2 separate regions of the Sus scrofa genome follow, and region 2 is linked to region 1. Evidence: chromatin contacts called from public Hi-C data. All regions are on one chromosome and are shown on one strand. Each heading gives the region's core, a stretch centred on a gene start, on an enhancer-like site or on the middle of the called end of the contact. The rest is flanking DNA. Distances are from core to core; before and after follow the strand shown. Region 1 holds the start of CALM1 (calmodulin 1). Region 2 has its middle 99 kb from the start of CALM1.

Evidence for each region. A called contact is a pair of places that touch in the nucleus more often than the background predicts.
Region 2: a contact with region 1 is called in a Hi-C map of skeletal muscle, with 5 times the contacts expected there. The contact joins the enhancer-like site here to the promoter of CALM1 in region 1. A contact is called at or near these places in 5 of 47 Hi-C or Micro-C datasets (brain, epiblast stem cells, liver and 2 more) and 2 of 2 datasets of contacts at active chromatin or transcription factors (alveolar macrophages and skeletal muscle).

Annotation. Positions count from the first base shown.
Region 1 is chr7:112,156,499-112,164,416 of Sscrofa11.1, forward strand. CALM1 (calmodulin 1) reads left to right here and starts at 4,325. Exons shown (of 6, transcript NM_001244210.1): 1 at 4,325-4,519; 2 at 7,281-7,311. The coding sequence starts at 4,517.
Region 2 is chr7:112,255,992-112,263,909 of Sscrofa11.1, forward strand. No RefSeq gene overlaps it. Among named protein-coding and RNA genes, the nearest start is that of CALM1, 99 kb to the left of the region's middle. Within about 2 kb of position 4,275, at least 18 of the 83 cell types and tissues checked have an H3K27ac peak or open chromatin away from gene starts, as enhancers often do. A contact at or near this core is called in retroperitoneal adipose tissue and skeletal muscle, where this site is marked.

The DNA.
Region 1 (7,918 bases), core at 3,075-5,574:
CGTTAAATTTTTTTTAATTAAAAAAATTTTAATCTTATTCTTTGTATTCCTTCCCCCCCAAAATGAATTATATTAAATTACAAGAGGTTTAGTGTAATGCTTATATGCTTGGTCCTCTGAAATAGATTTTTGGATTCCACCACTTAAATTAGACAAATCACTGACTCTCTCAGTGCCTCAGATTCTCCATAAGGATAATAATGACATCAGCTTCACAGGATGGGCAAGAGGATAGAATAATACATTTAGCCAGGCCATAGCCAATGCTCAGAACTTTTTTTTTTTTTTTTTTTTTTTTGTCTTTTGTCTTTTGTCTTTTTAGGGCTGAACCTGCAGCATATGGAGGTTCCCAGGCTAGGGGTCGAACCAGAGTTACAGCTACCAGCTTATACCACAGCTACAGCAACACTAGATCCAAACCCTGTTTGCGACCTACACTACAGCTGAAGGCAACGCCGGATCCTTTACCCACTGAGCGAGGCCAGGGATTGAACCCACAACCTCATGGTTCCTAGTCAGATTCGTTTCTGCTGAGCCACAACGGGAACTCTGAGGAAAATGTTAATTTTTAAACTATTACTCCATTTTCTCTCTTTGTGTTCAATATATTTGTGCATATACACTTATATGACATATGTATATTTTATAATCATATATATCTTAGGCACAAGTTTTTCAGCTGGAAAGACTTTTTTTTTTTTTTTGTCTTTTTATGGCCGCACCCGCAGCATACGGAAATTGCCAGGCTATAGGTCCAGTCAGAGCTGCAGCTGCCAGCTCACACCACAGCGACAGCAACCACAGATCTGAGCCGCGTCCACATCTCACAGAAATGCTGGATCCACAGCCCACCGAGCGAGGCCAGGGATTGAAACCAAGTCCTCATGGATACTAGTCGGGCTGGTTACTGCTAAACCACAATGGCAACTCCTGGAAAAGCTTTTTAGATTAAAGCCAAACCCCCTCTGAGTAGGTATAATTGTTACGTCTGTATTCTTTCTGTTAGATGGATGGAGTGATCAGGTCAGTGACAGAAATTCTATTCAAACTTGAGATTCTTGGCTTGGGGCTACATTCTTTCTAATTCTTCAGTTTAACATTATTTAAATAACAATCACCATTTTCTCTCAATATCATGAAATATTCCATAGGCTTTTGGATCTCAGTAAATTTTGACTTCACAATAATGTGGCTTATTTTCCTGATTGCTGGTCTCTTCCTAAATTAGAAAGTTTATTTACTTAAAGAAATCTTTAAGAGAAGCCCAGTGATCATCTATGTAGAAGAATGTGCTTCGTGCAGTGGACAAATCCTTCACATGGTACATTTAAAAATTTCAGATAGGAGTTCCCGTTGTGGCGCAGTGGTTAACGAATCCGACTAGGAACCATGATGTTGCGGGTTCGATCCCTGCCCTTGCTCAGTGGGTTAACGATCCGGCGTTGCCGTGAGCTGTGGTGTAGGTTGCAGAGGCGGCTTGGATCCCGAGTTGCTGTGGCTCTGGCGTAGGCCAGCATAGGCTGGCAGCTACAACTCCGATTCGACCCCTAGCCTGGGAACCTCCATATGAAGCAGAAGCGGCCCAAGAAATGGCAAAAACACACACACACAAAAAAAAAAATTCAGATATTAATTTCACTAATAAATAATCTAATATTAGAGAGTCCCCTGAGCAAGGACTCACACTCTATGTTCCATCATTGACTCACAGCAAGATTTTGGGCAAGTCACTTAGCCTTATGTTTCAGTGTCAAAGTAGCCATAAAACTGAGTAAAGCATGACCTCATTACAAATCCAGTACACTTGAAAGCTGTGATGTGCTTTGATGCATTAAAGAATTACCAAAGGAGAACTCTAGCAGGTAAAATATGAAGAATCACAGTAATGGACTATATAATAATAAGTAAAACAATTTTGAAATACAGTTTTTAGCAAGTCAAGTCATGAAAAAGTTTCAAAGTGTTTTATTTGGGTGAAATAGGTTAAAAGAAAGAGGAAGAAACTAGAGAATGCCTGGTTTTCAAAACCATAGATTGTAGCAACTTCATTATAAGGAATGGAAGATTATCAGAAGTTAACAAGTCCTTAATAATTAATCACTTTATTTTTAGGCCATTATTTCCACCTACTTACACAAAGTTTTAAAATATATTTAACTATCTAAAAGCCTGGCAAAAGAATACAAACTCCCTTAGTGTGTTTGGCCATGTAGACTATAACTCACTGTATTATTGAATGTTCTTTAAATTGATTGTATTAGTCCCTTTCCCCCTATTTTTCTATTTCCAATTCTCCCATTAATACACTTCATTCCCCCTTTGTACACAGGATGATAATAGTGGGAGTTCCCATCATGGCTCAGCAGTAACGAAACCAGCTACTATCCATGAGGTCTCCAGGTCAATCCCTGGCCTTGCTCAGTGGGTTAAGGATCCGGTGTTGCTGTGAGCTATGGTGTAGGTCACAGACTCAGCTTGGATCTGGCATTGCTGTGGCTGTGGTGTAGGCTTGTAACTGTAGCTCCTATTCAACCCCTAAATTAGGAAGTTTATTAAAGAAACTTTTAAGAGAAGCCCAATGATCATCTATGTAGAAGAATGTGCTTCGTGCAATGGACAAATCCTTCACATGGTACATTTACCGTGTATATGGGAGCTTCCATATACCGTGGGTGTTTTGTCTAAAAAGACAAAATAATAATAATAATAATAATAATAATAATAAAGATGATGGTGATGAGCAGATGTATGAAGTGAAGGATGTCTTTCTCATCTGCAGAGGGATGGCCAGCACCATCCCCTGGCTTGCTGCTGCAGCTTCTCTTTAAATCATATAGCAAGATCACTCTTTCAGCATTCCAGAAGGAACATCGATCAGTAAGAACAGTTCCACAGATACTTGTCTGAGATTATCCCAAGAGTCCTGGGGCATCTGCAATGTGCCTGAACATTTTCCATTATTTTAAAACATCTTTCTGCAGGTTTTGTCAAAGCCAGGAACAAATATAACCAAGCCAAGCCCTTCCTAGTGGTGGAGCTTCTCAATCCCAAACTTTGCCACATCCTCTGAAAGATTAAGCAAATGATAACTTGCAACGGTTGCCCAGGCCCTGTAAACAAAAGATCAAATTCTGTGCTCTGCCTTGGCAAGAAAAGAAACTGCAGCATTTTGTCAAATTTTTTACAAAGTTCAGGGTCTCAGATTTATAACTGATATTGTCCTTTTTCTAGTTTACAGAAAATTTAAAGCATTAGTATACTTAAAGACTAAAATACTTGAAAAGGAATATAATTAAGATTGTACGTTAGAATATTGTCTAGCTCCATAGTGGAGTCAATTAGCTGTGTGTTCCAGCTGTGGTCTAGGGGATTCCAAATACCAATTTTTTTCTATCTTTATTTCTATGGATTTATGAACAAAGATCGGATCTCTCTCAGGACCAGGAAAATTACCCCCCCAAATTCAAAGCATGGGTTTTAAAGTCTATAGAAGATGCACAAGAACATTCATTTCAGTAAGACTGGAGTCAGGATGAATAGTACTTTCCATAGGAAAAAAACAGTAGGGGAGGAAGATTATTCAGGCACACGAAAACAAAAAACACCCCCCCCAAACTCAGTGGAAACGTAAAAACATTAAAATGACTGGCTAAGCATATGAGCACGACATAGATTTAGCAATTGACTATACATTAGTCTGACATTACTTCAAAGTATGAGGAAAACCGCTTATCCCTTCCAGACCCCTCTCCTCAAGGTGTGCGGTCAATGCCTGTGTCCCTAGCTCCCCGCGGCCGCCCCCTACCCTAACTCTAGGACCGTCCGCAGCTCCCCAGCAGAGGCAGCCAGCGGAAGACCCCGGGGCAAGGGGCCAGGGGAACCCCAATGCCCCAGCGGAGCCGTAGGAGATATGAGGTTGGGGTCCCACAGGAGTGGTGGGGCTGGGGTGAGGGGCGGTTGGCTTCTGAAGCCCAGGGCCGCCCCAAGTGGAGGCTATGCAGATGTTCTGGCCTCGCCCCGCCTTGGTAGGCATCTGCGGGGACTCTGCCCAGCACCGGTCCTGCGACCACCACGCCTCTCTCGTAACCCTCCGCTTCCAGGTCGCGGGTCCCAGCCGCGAGCCCCAACCCCGCAGTAGCCGGCGCGCAGGGAGCGGCGGGAGGCCGCGGGAGGCCTGGCGCGCCAGGGGGCGGGGCCAAGCAGGCAAGGTCCGGCCCTCACAGCGCAGCTCTGAGCCAGGCGTCCGAGGCCGCGGCGGAGGGATACCGAACGCCCTATATATACCGCGAGGCACAGACTCGCTCTTCGGCAGCGGTGGTGACAGCCTCGCGGACGCGGCGCCGTTACTCGTAGTTGGGCGGCGGCGCAGGCGGCGGCGGCGGCGCAGGCGGCATAGCGCTCAGCGCACACCTAGCAGCAGCAGTAGCGGCGGTAGCGGAGGCACCCCTGCGGTCACAGCCCCTGCGCTGGTGCAGCCACCTTCGCGCTCTCTGCTCTTCCTCCCTTCGTTCACACCATGGTAGGTCGGGAGTGGCAAACACCGGCGTAGCGGCTGCCAGCCCATCATTTCTTCCCCGATTTTTAGTTCAGTCTGTTTTTTCTTTTTTTGGTGTTTTTTTTTTTTTTTCTTTTTCTTTTCCGGGTGTTACGCAGCAGCTGCGGTTTAGGATGCATTCGAATTTGCATCTTGGTTTCCTCGACCGGGGATCTTCATTTAAATTTTGATCTCTCTTTGGAGCTGGACTTGGCCGTGGGCTGTCCCTGGGCAGGGGCTCTAGCCCCGGCTGCTCCGGAGCCTTCTGCATCCACCCCCTCCCCCAGCCCCGCATCTGTGCATCCAGCGCGCCGCACCCGAGGCTGCCCGCAGCGTTCTGCCTGGGTCGGGGCCCCGGGGGGCGGGGGAGCCGGGCGGGGCCCGGCACTAGACCCAGGCACTGAGGCGGCCGGTCGGGCGGGCTGCGGAGAATGAATGGGTCGGAGCGAGCCGGTGGCGCACGCTGCTCCAGCCCGGGCGTGGGGAGCGCCGTCAGCCTTGCCCCCCCCACCCCCATCGCGGTCCCTTCCCGGCGCCCTCTCCCCGCGCGCTTTCCTCCTCCCTCCCGGGGGGCGCGGCGCGGGCGTGGGTTGGGAAGGAAGGAGTCGGGGAAGGGTGGGGTGGGGGCAGGAAGGCGCGGGGTGGGGGGCGGAGAGGGCGGAAGCGGCGGGCCTGCCGCCCTGCACCCGGGCGGGGCCCTGCCTTGTGGCCGGGTCTCGTGTCTCCCTGTTTCGCACTCCTGCAGCCCCCCACCCAGTGCGGCAGTAAAGATGTGCGTGGGCCTCGGTACACCAGGAGGTCCCTTCCCGCGGGAGGCGCTCGGCTCGCGCTAATTGGGGCGGGTGGGGGGCGGCGGGGGAGGAAGAAGCTGGCGCGCGTCTCGGTTTCCAGTAGAGACGCAAAGTTTCTGCTCCGGGAGGAGGTGGCGGCGCGGCGGCTTCGCCGCCTGGGGGAGCAGAAGGGGGTGGGAGGCGCGGGGCAGACTTGGCCCCCACCCGCCGCGCAGCCCGGGAGTTGGGGTGGAGGTAGGGGTCTCCCTGGCCTGGGAGGGGCGGCGCCCCTCCCACCCCGCGGGCCGCCTGGACCCCTTGAACCCGCCAGTATCGGGGGCTGTGCTTCCCTGCCTGGCCCCTCGCCCGGCGTTCCCCCACCCCGCCGCGCTTCCCAGTCTGAGGGGAGATGCCGTCCACGTTTCCGCTTTTTCTGCGGCCTCTAGATTGCCAGATGCGCCTGTACGCCTTGCTGGGTGTGTTTTCCACAGCCCCCTTCCTCCCTGGGCCAGCAGGGCTGACATCACCCGCAGTGTTTTCTGGTTTGGCGGGGTGAGGAGAGGCTCCGGGGCAGGTTCAGGCGTACCTTTGCCCCCAAGTCAACGCCATTTGATGATGAGGGTGTATTTCTTTGTTGAGGAAGACGGATGTTCTCGGTAACCACGCTGATAGGAGAATTTTGCGGCGAGATGAGACTGTCTCCCCGGTGAAGTGACAGCTCCTCTTGCGAGGTGTGGCAGCGCTTCCTGTTGTACAAGACAGACATTGCCCTGGCATTACATAAATCATCATGTCTCCTTCATGAGTATAAAGAAAACCAACTTGCTGTGATTGGGATAGAAAAGAAGGAAGATTCAGTTCTAATTTGAAAAAATGAATGCCCCCCCATCGATATATTGGAACATCATTCCTATTGTGAAAGTTTTTATTTAGGAATTAGGATAAAGTTAATGCTGTCAGCTTTCTCTTCGGACTTGTTTTGGAACTGGCTTCATTAGGCATCCTTCATTAAAATTAAAATACGTATTAGCTCTCTTTGAGATCTGGAATTCCCCTGGCTGGAGGCACATGTTCAGTGTGTCAGAGACCAAATAATACAAGTGAGAATTACCTTCGTGGCCATTACCACCTCTAGTAAAGTATGTTTACTGTAAGCAGCTTTTATGTCGTCTAAGTGGGTAGAGTAAATATCTTCTAGCAAAGTTAAAAGTTCTTTTCTAGAAAAGAGAGGGTATGGACTCCTTAAATATAGTTTTCTTTGTACTTCATTTTTGCAGTTTTGTAACAGCTTGGTTGTAGGACCATTCTGTTTTTCCCTGGCTTCTGAATCTTGGGATAATTTGAGGCTTTTAAACAAATAACTGCCTAGTTTAAACGAATGGAGAGCATTTGTTACATGGAAATGAAGTTGGTAGGGTAACCCATTGCTAATGTATTTATTTTTTCCACCTAATTGTATCCCATAAGTAGATATAAAAGCCTGTTAATCCAAACCAGTGCCATTATGTAACGCCAATTTGGAGATTTGGAGCGCCCGCAGCAATGCGCAAGGTGCACTAAAAGCCTGCCCCTGGACCTGATCCTGGCTGCAGCGGCTGGGTCCCTTCTTGAATGGAAGAAGGGACTGCGGTGGCCCTGGCGCAGTAGGTGGCGCTCTTCTTTCTCAGAGGTGCCCCTGCAGCTGATGCAATGGGCCTTTTGCCACTAGAGGTGCCATTTTTCAAATTATTTACTGACCCTTCGTAGTTAGACCTCAGAGCACACAGCCGTCCAGTCCATAGGTCCAGAAAAGAAAACCTGAAATGAGATGCTGTCACTTCCTGTCATCCTTTGTTTTTAAAATAGCATAAAGGGTTCTCTTGTTTTTATTGAATGACAGTGCTAAAGTTTTCAGGGTTTTTTTGAATGATCACTATTAAAAGTGTAATTGGAAAAACTGTGTTGATCTCAAAGTCTCCTTTTCTTTTTCTGTGTAGGCTGATCAGCTGACCGAAGAACAGATTGCTGGTAAGTTGTTGACTTAAGGGGGTTTCAATAGCCCAGAACTAGGTAGACTTAGTTTTGGTGACTCCTGTGTCCCCTCCCCCCTAGAGTCTGAGCAGTTTTCTAAGAATTTATTTAAATGAAAACAATAAGAGAATTTAGGTCAAGTGTTAGTCCTTGTCAGTATTTTGTAGATAATGTGAAAGGAGCTGGAACTAAGAATATTTCAGTATTTGACTGTGCTTCGTGGTGTGCTAGGCTTTGTGTATGTGATGAGATTGCATTGAGCATGCTATTCAAACATGTAGTTTAGAATTCTTATGCCCCAGTTTCTTTTCAGTAATTCACCATGAGAGCTTCTACTTGCTATTCTAAGTGGGAATGGGTGAAAATGAGTGTTAGGACCACTATAATAATTGGGAAGGGAATGACGTTAGTTTAGATTTTGGCAATTAATATTCCCAGGAGGGCTTTTTGGAGACGGTTTCTCTTCAGGAAACCAGGAATGCCTTTGAAATGCTCTGAATGCCATGTAGGGAGAACACTCTGGTTATGCGGGGATGTACATTTCTGGTAACCACCTCTTCATGTTGCTGTGAAACGGAGTTCTTATGGCTGTAGATAGAAATTT
Region 2 (7,918 bases), core at 3,025-5,524, 99 kb after region 1:
GAAAAAATTGCTCTTCTGACAGGACAAAGCCAAACACCGTCACACGCCAGGGCCACTGGCCCTCTCCCAGGAACTCGGGGAGAACTTCTGGGGGTGGGGCCGGGGGCATGTGGGCAGCGTGGGGCAGAAGAGGCTGGTTATGGCTGGGTCCTTGCAGTCCAGCTGGGGAGCTGAGCCCAGCTGAGCCCTGGAGGAGGCCTTGAGGGAGGGGCTGGCCCCTGGGGGACGGCCACCCAGCACCTGGCACAGAGCAGGCCCCAGTGGGGAGGGCCGCCTGAGGGCTCTGCGGTGTCACACAGTCCCCAATGGTGTTCGAGAGGGGCCAGCACCAGCCTGAGCCTCTCACATGACAAGCAACCCACCGAGCTCTGCGAGCAGTGACCTGCCTGATGTCACAGAGCAGGTGGGACAGTCTTGACTGTTGCCACATTCCCTGTGGTCCCCGTGTGCCACACACCTGGCCTGTAGAGGACATCGCAGCAGGGAGAAAGGGGCCCTTGGGGGATTTCTCAGCCCTGAGTGGAGACACTGTAGCCCAGACAAGGTGCTCTGATGGCCCGGGGGGTGGGGAGGGGTGGCGGGGGTGGGGGGTGGGGGGGTGGGGGGGTGGCTGGAACACACACCTCCTGCTTCTCGCTGCCTCCAGCCTAAACTGTGATCCTCAGCAGCTGCTCACTGCGAGTGGGGACTCAGGCTGAGTTTTCAATACATGACCGAAGTTCGTTTTTACAACAAACTGGCAAATGAAGTGCTTTTATTACTCGCCCGTTTACAGAGGAGTAAGTTGGGACAAGGGACAGACTCAAGGTCACACTGCTGCACATGGTGGGGTCAGGACTCAAACCCAAGGTCTCTGACTCCAGGGTCCAGGGCCGGGGCTGAGAAGCGGACCCAGTCCTGCAGTCTCTGCCGCCTCCTGCGCCCCCAGGGCCAGCTGGGAAAGGTATAGGAGGAGCCTGGGGGATGCGGCCCTGCAATGAGATGCAGGCAGGCTGGGCCGTCCCAGCACCTGGACGCTCTGGCGGGGACCTTGGATAAGAAATGGAAAGGGCTCAGGTAATCCATGTAAAGCTCTTCAAAGAGGGGTAAGTGCAGTTAAAAGGCAAACGGTGTGGTCGTGATGGAAAGAGCACCTCCCCCAATTTGGAGGCTCTCTGCTGGAGAGGAAGGACAGGCAGGGGTCCATGAGGATGCAGGGACCAGTGAGGGCACTTTGAAAAGAAGAGAGGCGTTCTCATTGCGGTTCAGCAGGTGAAGAACCTGACATAGTGTCCATGAAGACACGGGTTCGATTCCTAGCCTCGCTCCGTGGGTTAGGGATCTGGCGTTGTCCCATGCTGCAGCCGCATAGGTCACAGATGTGGCTCAGATCTGGAGTTACCATGGCTGTGGTGTAGGCTGGCAGCTGCAGCTCCGATTCGACCCCGAGCCCTGGAACTTCCATATGCCGCAGACGTGGCTGTAAAAAGAAAAAAGAGAAGGAAAAAGGAAAAATGAAAAGAAGGGAAAAGCAGAGCTCAGGGGAAGCCCTCTTAGGGAAACCCACCTGGAGGAGTGGGAGGGCAGCCATTGGCTGGAGGACACAGGGACAGCAGTTGGGGCCACTTCTTGTAGGTGCTGGTCCTGGCTGGGCGTGGAGGTGGCCGGAGACATGGCCTGGGCTCTTGCTGTGGCTTCCTCTCTCTCCCAGCCACAGGCCTTTCCTGGTCTCTGAAGCTTCTCCTCCGAAGCCTGCCCCCATCATCTGTGCCCCAGGGGAGCTGCACTTTCTTGGAGGGGGGGTTAGGGCAGGGCAGGCCTCCTCAATACCTTCTTGCAGCCACAGCCGGGCTCCACACCATCCTCTGCCCTCCCGAGCGCCCTGTGAAACTAATTGCACCTGGATGATGGGGGAGCTGGTCTTCTGGCTCCAGACCCTGAGCCTGCCTTGGTTGCCATGGCAACAGCAGCCCTTGGGGAGGCAGGCCTGAAGACTGAGAGGAGGTGGGAAGCGGGAGTCACAGCCCAGCCCCCTTCACCCCTCTGTGCTGTAAGGGTGTGTGTGTGCCTGGTGCATGCCTGGGTGTGTGAGCAAGAGTGTGCACCACGGGTGGGTGTGCATGCCTTGGTGCGTGTCTCTGTGTGTACTGTGACCTACGAGCTTCTAGCCCTCGGTTCTGCGGGGGAAAGGGAGAGAAGGCAAAGGGGAGGGAAGGGGAGGGAGGAGAGGAGAGGAGAGGAGAGGAAAAGCACACTTTGGCCTGTCCTTCCAACGGCCTAGGGAGCATCTCCCCACTTTACAGATGAAGAAACCGGGGGACAGTATATGTTTTGAATGCGGCATAGTAGGGCGGTGGAGTTGCCCCTAGACCTGCGGGCTCCAAGCGCAGACTCTTCCTCTGCTCCCTCTGTCACTCCTTCTGGCTACAGGTGCAGGGCCTGAAATACCCACTTTTCCCCACCGTGATGGACCCTGTGCCTGGCACTCTTGAGCAGAGCTCCTGGCTCACCTGCCAGCCGTCCTCCTGGGGTGAGTTGGGAAGAGCTGTGCAGGAGGCCCCATCCTGACGAGGTCCCTGGGCAGGGGCAGAGCCTGGACCCCACGGGGCTGAGGACCAGGAGGCAGTGGCAGGGGAAAGGGTGTTGGGTGCCAAGCTCCACCCGACCCTGCTCAGCTGAGCACCTGCTGGCAGGTTGAGGGTCCTGAGCCTCCTGTGTCCATCACACTGTCCCTCCTGCTTCTCTTCACCTGGGGTGGGGGTGGCGACCTGGGCCACCTGTGGGAGAGGTAAATGGGCCCCCTCAATGGCAGGATCCCCTTCACCACCTGCGCTCATTGGGGGACAGGCAGAGAGCAACGCTCTTCCTTCCAGGGGAAGGTGGAAAGAGCCTGGGGGACAGATGGTCCTGGCTTCATGTGCTGCTCAGGCGCTCACCAGCTATGTGACACTGGGTACCTTTCTTACCTCTCCAAACCCTGGCCTTTTCATCCATAATAGGGCGCCTACCAGGCTGCCCGGGCTGCCCAACGAAGTACACAGACTGGAGGCTTAAACAACAGACATTTATTTTCTCACAGTCTTGGAGGCTAGAAGTTCAAGGTCAAGGTGTCAGCAGGGTTGGTTTCCTCTGAGGTCTCTCTCTCTTTGATGAGACAACGCCTGCCTTGTCCGTGTCCTCCCACGGTCGTCCCTCTGCATGTGCCTGTGTCCTAATCTCCTCTTCTTGCTTCCCAGTCTTCCTCTGTCATATTGGTCCATGTCCACCCATGTGACCTCAGGTAACTCTTTCATGTTTTGTTTTTTTTTTTTTTAATTTTTTTTTTTTTAATCTCCATGGCATACGGAGATTCCAAGGCTAGGGGTCTAATCAGAGCTATTGCTGCCAGCCTACGCCAGAGCCACAGCAATGCCAGATCCGAGCTGCATCTGTGACCTACACCACAACTCATGACAACTCCGGATCCTTAACTCACTGAGTGAGGCCAGGGATCAAACCTGCAACCTCATGGTTCCTAGCTGGATTCGTTTCCGCTGCGCCATGATGGGAACTCTTCTTTCACATTTTTAAAGGCCTGTCTCTAAATAGAATCATATTCTGAGACAGTGGGGGTTAGCATGTCATCATATGAACTTGGGGGGCTACAGCTTCATCCCTAACAGGGCATCATATGAGCAGCAGCCTCAGGTTTGGTGGGAGGGTCATTCATCATGGAATGTGGTTAGCACACCTGGGCACTGTCACCTGTGCAAGGTCTTCACCCATCATATTCTTTAACTGTCACAGCCCCAGGGGGAGTACAAGCCCACGGCCCCAGGAAAGAAAGTGTGCTAGGGTTCAGGGCCAGCTCAGGGGGGCCTTTGGCCAGGGCACAGCCTCCTCGAGCCTGCCCTCTGGGCTCCACCACAGGGAAGGGCAGGTGTGCACCATTTGCCAGGGCCATCCATACCCTTGGCCCAGTGGGCACGGTCCAGCCCTGGGGCAAGCAGGGCTAGGTAGCGGAGCACTCTGCTTCCAAGATGGGAAAACTGAGGCACAGCCATGCCACACAGGGCACTATAACAGGGGCTGAGAGGCACTGGGGCTGTGGGCCCAGCCCCGGGGGAGGTGGTGCCCAGCGAGCCGCGAGGAAGCAGGTGGCTGCCTTGCTATGCCCTGTGATCTGGGCCACCTGGCTCTTGAGAGGTGGGAGACAGGAGGTGGGCCGGGCCTGAGCAAGGGAAGGGTCCCCATGGCTCTGGTCCCCGGCCCCTGCCCCAGGCCCTGCCCTGCTGAGCCTCTACTTCCTGAGCCGGCCGCCAGGACAGGCTGGGATGCCGAAATCCTTCCTAAAAAGGAATCGAGCTGCGGTGGCCCAGGCTATTTTTAGACAATTGTGTTGAAAAATCCCCAAAGTATATGTAGGATCTTGTGTTTTTTGTTTTTTTTTTTCTTTAGAAGGAAAAAAGGGGGAGTAAGGGATCTCCCCTCCACTGGGAGGGGACCCACATTGCCAGGGCCCCCCAGCTGCCCAGCCCAGGGTTGCCAGGCCAGGCCTCACCTTGGCACCTCTTCACCCCTGGCTTTCAGGGGATATGGGACACACACCATCCCCTCAAATCACAGGTGGTGAGACTAAGGCCATATGGCCCTGTCCCCATCCTCAGGCTTCTCTTGAAAAAAAAAAAAAAAACTTTGGGGGTTATAATTGACACGTAATAAACTGCACGCATTTAAATAGTACAATGTGATATGTTCTGACCTATGTTTAAACCCATGAAGCCATCAACACAATTCAGTGACTATATCTGTCATCTCCCAAACTTGCCTCATCCTCTTTGTAACCCCACCTGCCTGCCCCTCTCTGCCCTTCTCAGTCCCGTCCTGTCCCCCGCAATCACAAGTCTGCTTTCTGTCCTATTGAGTAGTCATTGCATTTTCTAGAGTTTTCTGTAAATGGAATCATGAAGTCGGTTTTCTTTTTTTGAGTGGCTTCTCAAACTCATCATCATGACGTTGAAATCCATCCATGTTCTCGTGTGCCAACAGCCCATTCCTTTTTCTTGCCAGGAGTATCCCATTTTGTGGCTGGACCACAATTTGTTTCTCCGTTCATCTGTGGATGGGGATCTGAGCTGTTTCCAGTTTAGGGCTGTTAGGAGTAAAGCAGCTCTGAACGGACACGTACGGGTCTTTGCAGGGACAGATATTTCCTTTTCTTTTGGGTAACTACTCAAGAAAGGAATTTCTGGGTAACTCAATGCTAAACTTTTTAAGAAACTACTAAACTGTTTTCCAGAGCGGCTACATCATTTCACACTCCCACTAGCAACACCCAAGGGCGCCAGTTTCTCCACATTTGAGCCAACACTTGTTATTGTCTGTCTTTTTGATTATAGACACCCTGGTGGGGGTGAAGTGGTATCTCATTGTGGTTTGGATTGGCATTTCCCGCATGACGAATGATGAGCCTCTTTTCATGTGCTTGGTCGCACAGATCGCACTTCTCTCTTAAAGAAACTTTTAATTCTGAGATAGCTTTAGATTTACTGAAAAGTTGCAAAGATAACATAGATCCCCATATATGCCTCACGCAGTTTCCCCTAATATTAACCCCTTATGTTATCTGGTATATTTGTCACAACTGCGGAAGCAGCCCTGGTATATGGCTATTAAACTCTCAGCTTTATTCTGATGTCACCAATCCATTATATCCATGTCCCTTGGACGTCTTGGAACCTACACCACATTATATTGGGACTTACACCACATTATACTGTTATGTATCTATAGGTTCCTCTAGCTTGGGTCTGTTTCTCGGACTTTCCTTGTTTTTCATGCTTTTGACAGTTTTGAGGAGTGTTGTCAGATATTTTGTAGAAAGCTCCTCACTTTGGGTTCTTCTAAGGTTTTCTCAGGACTAGACTGGGGTTGTGGGTTTAGGGGAAGAAAACCACAGGGGTGAAGTGCCATCTCATCCCGTCCTGTCTGGGGTACATGTCAGCCCTTGGGGAGGTTGACCTCGATCCCTAGGCTAAGGTGGTGTCTGCCAGGTTCCTCATGGTAGCATTATGATTTTTCTGTGTTCCAAACTCTACTTTTTGGAAAGGAGCTGCTAAGCTCCCCCCACTCCCGAGTGTTAAGCTCCCCAAGCCTCACTGTGACTTGAGCATCTTCTGTGTCAGGTGCTTCACACTAATCTGTTCCTTAACCCCCAGCTCTCCCACTGTTTCTCTGGGAGAGATGCCTCTTATTCCTAAACTTGGCAACATTTGAGGTTACAAACGATCAGGCTTCAGTCATTCAAACCCTTTCTTACCTGTTAAGCAGGTAAGGAAACTGAGGCACAGAGAGGGAGATGACTCATGATCCCACTACCATTGGGAGCGGTCTTGGGGCACTGGGCAGGGCAGGGGTCCAGAAAGCTGTGCTGGCCCAGAGTAGGCATCTTTTGGTAGATGGGTCATTTGATGAATGAATAATAAGGACTTCCCTTTGTGATAAGGTTTCTCTGTGGACAATGGAGTCATCCCCGCAGGACACCTGTGTCTCCCAGGCACCTGCACAAACCAGAGCAGTAAGAATGGGTGATGCTGTGAGGCTGGAATGGCCTCAAGATGGCCAAACAACAGAAAGGCCAGATTTGGGGTTTTAGCTGGCTACAAACCACCCTCCAAGTGGTCAAGGCCCCAAGTACTGAGCAGACTCAGTCACAGCCTACAATGTGAGTATAAGCTGGTAGGACCATTTACTCATACATATAGAGGGCATTAAAAATGATAGCAGTGGGGAGTTCCCGTCGTGGCGCAGTGGTTAACGAATCCGACTAGGAACCATGAGGTTGCGGGTTCGGTCCCTGCCCTTGCTCAGTGGGTTAACGATCCGGCGTTGCCGTGAGCTGTGGTGTAGGTTGCAGACGCGGCTCGGATCCCGAGTTGCTGTGGCTCTGGCGTAGGCTGGTGGCTACAGCTCCAATTGGACCCCTAGCCTGGGAACCTCCATATGCCGCGGGAGCGGCCCAAGAAATAGCAACAACAACAACAACAACAAAAAAGATGATAGCGGTGGGAGTTCCCATCGTGGCTCAGTGTTAATGAACCTGACTAGTAATCATGAGGATGTGGGTTCGATCCCTGGCCTCGCTCAGTGGGTTAAGGATCTGCCATTGACATGAGCTGTGGTATAGTTTATAGATGCAGCTCAGATCTGACGTTGCTGTGGCTGTGGTGTAGGCCGGCTGCTGTAGTTCCGATTCGACCCCTGCCTGGGAACTTCTATATGTCATGGGTGTGGCCCTAAAAAAGCAAAAAATAAAACATAAAAAAATAATGCTAGTGGTATTTGCCCTGGTTCCTGCAGGGAGGCTATGCATGGAGCATGGTGTCAGATGGTTTAGGTGAAATACAGGTTATGTTCTTTCATGTGTCACTTTATCATCCTGGTCTCAGTTTTCTGATCTATGAGAGTGGATTCGAGAAATGCTTTTTTTCTTTTTTTTGGTCTTTCGTCTTTTGTCTTTTCTAGGGCAGCACCCGCGGCATTTGGAGGTTCCCAGGCTAGGGATCCAATTGGAGCTGTAGCCGCCGGACTACGCCACAGCCACAGCAATTCGGGATCCGAGCCGCGTCTGCAACCTACACCACAGCTCACAGCAACGCCGGATCCTTAACCCACTGAGGGAGGCCAGGGATCGAACCTGCAACCTCATGGTTCCTAGTCAGATAAATTAACCACTGAGCTACGACGGGAACTCTGAGAAATGCTTTTATTGTTGTTGAAATTAGTGGTATTAAGATGTGGATCAATCCACAATTAGGACGGATCGGCCAGCAATACTGTATTGGTACCTCTAATGTGCCCGGTAGCTTCCACCCGTCCAGGAGCACCCTGGGACCAAACCTACGTCTCATTCTGTACGCAGATGCCTTTGAGGATTTTGTTGCCTGATCGCACCAGAAGG